Linked DNA regions of Mus musculus: region 1 is linked to region 2. Evidence: chromatin contacts called from public HiChIP or PLAC-seq data. All regions are on one chromosome and are shown on one strand. The core of a region is the stretch at or near the end of the contact, and the rest is flanking DNA. Distances in the headings are between cores, read along the strand shown. Region 1 holds the start of Nkx6-1 (NK6 homeobox 1). Region 2 has its middle 23 kb from the start of Gm42131.

Region 1 (2,780 bases), core at 82-2,581, 240 kb before region 2:
TCATCCCCAGAGTACTGAGCCCCCTCATAAGTGATAATGATCTAGGGAGTGGGAGAGCGAAGACAAGAACGGAGAAAGAACAGAAAAGAGCAGGAGACGGAAAGATGGTGAAGGGTGACCCTTAGGCCTGCGAGGGGTTTAAAAACATCTACGGGCTTAAGGAACAACAAATCAATTTACACGATTCTGGAAGAGCCCAGAGGGCCTTTAATTAATCCCTTCAAAAGAAGGAAGTCGGCCTGGGATATGCCTCCTGCCTGCTCCATTAGCTCCCTTTTCGCAAGGGTCCAGACACCGTTGGAGGTGGGCGCCGCGCGCGAGCTGGGGGAGGATGACGCGAGCTGGCGTGGGCGGAAGAGCCGCACTTAAACTGCTTTTCCATAGAAGGGCTGGATTTTCATTATTCCTCTCTTTAAAAAGTAATGCCCTCTTCGTCCCTGCTCCCTCCTTCTCCTTTCCATTTTATTTTGCACGATTAGTTGAGCCGGCCGCTGGCTCTAGACTGGAACCACTCTTTTCGCCAGGCCCCTCCCCTCTTGGCTCCGCCCAAGTGAAGCTGGGGCGGGGACTAGGAGGGCGCGTCCTTATGGCTCCCTAGTCTCAGCCAATCAAAAGGTGTGGCGCTCCCAGGTGGGCGTGTTCTAGGAGCGACGCCTTGCCCAAGCTGAGCGCTATTGGAGGCGGTGTTTACGCCCAGGACCCGGGCCCCGCTCCTCAGTCCCGCCCCGCCGAGCCGCCCCGGAATGACGTCCTCGAAAGTTCTCATTTTGGCCCCCCACCTCCCCTCCCTTGCGTCCCCCAGCTAAAGAGAGGCAGGGAGGGGTGCAAATATTTTATTACCTTTGAGAGCTTCATCCGAACTGTCAGGCCCAGAGGGAGAGAGGAGAGAAGGGAAGAGCCGCCGAGAGGGTCAGTTTGGCCAGAGGACAGGGCTTGGAAGAGCCAAGCCTGGAAAGCCAAGGAGAAATGCCAGAGAGGCAAGAGAAAGGCGGAGAGTGAGAGGAAGAGAGGGCGCCAGGGGGTGGGACGGGGGGGGGTCTCCCGGCCGGCTTGCAGAAGAGGACGGACGATCGGAACCGGCCCGTCAGACTTTTTCCATACTTAGGTTTATTTTCTTTTATCCTTTTCGATCCGGCTAGTCCGGCGCCGCGTGGCTCGGAGGGGAAGTAGGCTCGTGGGCGCACCAAGTCCCCAGCCGCCGGAGCGGTGTCACTGACTGCCCTTTCTGGCGCAGTAACGCCGGGCCCGAGGCAGTGGCGGGCGCGATACCCGCGCCGGCCGTTTGTGCTCTGTCCCCCGGGCGAGCGGTGAGTGCGACTCAGCAGCGCGGCCGCCGGGAGAGCGGAGCGTCCGAGCGAGATCAGAGGCGCGCACCGGGCGGAACGCCGCCCGCTTTGAAGCTCCCCCAGGCGAGCGAGCCGGCCCCCGCCCTCCTACATCAAAGCGAACGCTCCGCGCCTCCCAACCTTGTTGCAAACTCTCTGGGTCGGCTGCGGGGTACGTCTTGCTGATTTCCCGCGGGGGTGGAGAAGATGAGAAGCAGAGCGCTCTGAGCCGGGAACGAGGGACCAGCGCCTGGGATCGAATCCGGGACTCCCGAAGCCGAGGAAGCGCTGAGCCCGCCCGCGCCCCCGCAGCCCTCGCCCCTGCCGCCTCCCGCGGGGCGTTTGGACATTTTTGCTGCGCAGCTCCCGGAGCCCGCGGCCGATCCACACTTCGCTTGCGCGCGCCCCCGGCACCTCGGGTTCTCCCGAGCCCCGGCGGGGCCACCGACCTGCGTGGCTGCGGGTTCGGGTCTGGCTGTGGGATGTTAGCTGTGGGGGCGATGGAGGGCCCTCGGCAGAGCGCGTTCCTGCTCAGCAGCCCGCCCCTGGCCGCCCTGCACAGTATGGCCGAGATGAAGACCCCGCTCTACCCCGCCGCTTATCCCCCGCTGCCCACCGGGCCCCCCTCCTCCTCGTCCTCGTCCTCCTCGTCCTCGTCGCCCTCCCCACCTTTGGGCTCACATAACCCGGGCGGCTTGAAGCCCCCGGCCGCGGGGGGCCTCTCGTCCCTGGGCAGTCCCCCGCAGCAGCTTTCGGCGGCCACCCCACACGGCATCAACGACATCCTGAGCCGGCCCTCTATGCCGGTGGCCTCGGGGGCCGCCCTGCCCTCCGCCTCGCCCTCCGGGTCTTCCTCCTCCTCCTCCTCGTCCGCCTCCGCCACCTCGGCCTCTGCGGCGGCCGCCGCCGCCGCTGCTGCTGCCGCCGCTGCCGCCTCGTCGCCCGCTGGGCTGCTGGCCGGCCTGCCCCGCTTCAGCAGCCTGAGCCCTCCGCCACCGCCGCCCGGGCTCTACTTTAGCCCCAGCGCCGCGGCTGTGGCCGCCGTGGGCCGGTACCCCAAGCCCCTGGCCGAGCTGCCCGGTCGGACGCCCATCTTCTGGCCCGGAGTGATGCAGAGTCCGCCGTGGAGGGACGCGCGCCTTGCCTGTACCCCCCGTGAGTACTATGGGAGGGGAGGGTGGGTCCCTGCCTTCTAAGTCTGCTCTCGGGTCGTGAAGCACACAGTGCCCCTGCGGGCGGTCAGTCTCCTGGCCGCCACACTAGTTTGGAAGTTCCGGGACAGCACGCCGTTGGCTGGGCCCCTGCAGGCGAGCGAGGGACTCGCGCTTTCCTGGGCTCGCCGAGGCTCATGCAGGCCTGGGCTCCACCAACGAGAATGCGTCTGGACAGAACACAGCGCAGCAAGCGAGCTTCTGTCTGGGCTGTTCTTGAACCTGGCCAGCTCTGGGTCAGATG
Region 2 (2,745 bases), core at 170-2,669:
CTTTTGGCTCCCACTTAGAAGGTTTTAGAAGAAAGTTGGTCATGAGTTAACTCTGTCTGCACATCAAACCTAGCCCTAGACCACATCCAGGGAAGAATACTCTCTGAAGTTACTGTTCAGCAGACAGCCTATGAAGGTACGGACGCTGAGCAACAGGCTCTTTACCACTTCAACCAGTTATTTTTGTCTGGTAGACCAATCATTGTATTTAATTTAGATTCAATTATTTTAGAACTTCATACATGAGTATTGCATTATATTATTCCTACCCATCTCCTTCTCCCTCATCTAGCTCCTTGACTGTGCTCCCCAACTCCTCCTCGAGGACACCAGCTCTTCTTTAATCATTCTTGCTCATCTATGTGCATATGTGTACATATACAACCCACTGACTCCACTTAGTGCCACAGATGTACGTGTGTTTAAGGCTGACCCTTGAGATTAGATGACCTACCAGGAAACTTGTCCCTGGAGAAAACAGATTCTTCCCATATCCAGTCCCACTGATTGCCTGTACCTAGCCACTAACGTGTGTGTGTGTGTGTGTGTGTGTGTGTGTGTGTGTGTGTATTACCTGTATATGCTTAGGCATGTGGAGGGCTTGCCACTGTCCTGTAAGCTGTCCAGTGTGCTAGGCTGGCACCTACCCAGGAATCTATGTGTTTCTGCCTTCCTAGCACCAAGATTACACACTCATATCACCATGCCCGGACTCTTCCATGTGGATATTGAGAACTGAAGTCTATCTTTCATTTCACAAAACAAGCAGCCTAACAACCGAGCTTCCACCCTGGCCCCTCAATAGTTTCTAAAGCTCTTTGTGAAGACGACAGTTTATTCATTATGTTTCATATAAGAAACAATGTACTCAGATGGACCAATCAGAAGTTTGAATGAATACATCCAAAAAACGGGCTTTGGAGTCCAGCCCAATGCAACTCTGTGACATGCTGTCCATCAGCTAAGTAATACAGACCCCTCCCCACCCCCACATCCCCATTGTTCCATGAGAGAGCCGAGCCAGGTGGCTGTTTTCAAGCTTGTGTGATCCAACAGAAAGCAGGTTCCACATTATTAGTCAGGCAGGTCTCTTATTCATTTTCATGAGGCTGTGCATTATTTCACATATAGAGTGCAGAACAGGCCTGGCACCTGTAGTTGCCTTCTCTCTGGGTAAAGCCCAAAACTTGTCAGAAGTTCCAGTTCAAGATCTCCTCCTTCAGGCACCTGGAAGATGGCAGTACCTAGGGTCTGCATCTGATTGGAACTCAGCATGCGTGGACGAGGAACAGAGGCGGAGCCAGTAGGGATGCATGGAGCTGGCTTGCCATTGCAGAGGCTCTCGTTTGTCACATACTGTGACATCTTGTGCCACTTCATCCTCTTCAGAGGCTAGCACATGCATTGTCTGCTTATGTCCAGACCACACCCTCCTCAGAGCCCACATTCACGCAAGCTGTTACAGTTCCTCCTCTCTGCAGAGGAGAGTTCTGCCTGGAATTGGACCTCACAGCAAAGGAAGCTAATAGCTTAATAAATCGCTCCCTGTCTTGATGGTCAGAGGCATCCAAACACGGAGAGGGTATGAATGAGCAAAGTACCAGGAATTAAAGACAGCAGCGTCTGTAAAGCAAGCCCCTTGGCTCAGAGGCCCCAGGAGCCAGCCTGGTGCTGGGCTGCTTGTAAACCAACTCTTGGGGATTTCCTAAACGTGATTATGTGGGGCACAAATCCACCCATGGTTTCAATTAGTGCAGCCAGCTCCTTGGAAGCCTGGCAGTGCGCAGCAACAGATGGAAGTGTTTCCGTGGCAGCCAGCCTTTATTTACGTATGAAGGCTCCCTCTTGTGTGAGGGTCGACCAGTCAGGCCACTTAAACAATCCCTTTGCAGTGAATGGTTGTACTACACATAACACCCCCTTTGTTTCCCAGCCCCCCTACCCCCAAGCTATCAGCCTGTCTGCCTTCTGCCTGTGCATTTTGATGGTGACGAGTCACACAATTCCTGGCTCCCGAAACGCATCAGATTGGTTGAAAGGATGGCCTTTATCCATTGAAAGCTAGAGTTTCTTGAGCTAAAAGGAATCAGAAAGAAATGTTGCAGATTTTAACAATGAGTTTCAAATACTCCCGACTTTGGAAACAGGCAGACTTCACCAGTAGGACATCAGAAAGCCAAGGAGAGAAAACCAAGAGAAGAGGAAAGATGAAAGGAGTCAGGGGGCTCTAAAGCCGGGAGGCTCTGGTGTTCTTTTGCACCCAGGCTGAGTTTATCCTTAAGGATCTTTGTTTATTTTACTCTGGGGAGGTCTGAGCACTTCTCACAGGGCTGGGACTGCACATGGGTGTGGTCCAGGCTGACTTTGAATGTGCAGGAGTGTTCTGAAGGTCTGAGTAGCAATGTCTCAACCATCTTGGTATGGGACAGGTGACAGTCAGGATCCACAGACCCATCCTCAAGCATGCAATGCCTATCCCCACTGCTTTGGGAGTTTCTCCTTAGGGTTCTGACACAGAACAACTTTATATCTCGAAGAGCACACACAGTCAGTGTCTTCTTATGGAAGCTGATATTATCAGCTAATTTGGCAAGGTAGTTGACTTTTATTTAGAGTCTAAAGGGAGCAATGGTGAAAAGGATCGCTGTCATTTGTTCATCAATCACCAATCAATCATCTATTATATATCTATCCATTCTCATCTGTCAATCTTTTATTATCTATTTATCAACCATCTGCCTATTT

What was found. HiChIP or PLAC-seq counts read pairs in DNA pulled down with a chosen protein or histone mark.
Region 1: an H3K4me3 HiChIP or PLAC-seq map of neural tube shows a contact between it and region 2, with 3 times the contacts expected there. The contact joins the promoter of Nkx6-1 here to the enhancer-like site in region 2. A contact is called at or near these places in 7 of 39 promoter capture datasets (the 3T3-L1 cell line, cranial neural crest, embryonic stem cells and 2 more), 2 of 484 Hi-C or Micro-C datasets (embryonic stem cells and stem cell-derived motor neurons), 13 of 115 datasets of contacts at active chromatin or transcription factors (astrocytes, craniofacial prominence, differentiating embryonic stem cells and 8 more) and 1 of 9 other capture datasets (embryonic stem cells).

The regions. Positions count from the first base shown.
Region 1 is chr5:101,663,262-101,666,041 of GRCm38.p6, reverse strand. Nkx6-1 (NK6 homeobox 1) reads left to right here and starts at 1,331. Exons shown (of 3, transcript NM_144955.2): 1 at 1,331-2,480. The coding sequence starts at 1,808.
Region 2 is chr5:101,425,290-101,428,034 of GRCm38.p6, reverse strand. No RefSeq gene overlaps it. Among named protein-coding and RNA genes, the nearest start is that of Gm42131, 23 kb to the left of the region's middle. Within about 2 kb of position 1,419, at least 35 of the 459 cell types and tissues checked have an H3K27ac peak or open chromatin away from gene starts, as enhancers often do. A contact at or near this core is called in neural tube and stem cell-derived motor neurons, where this site is marked.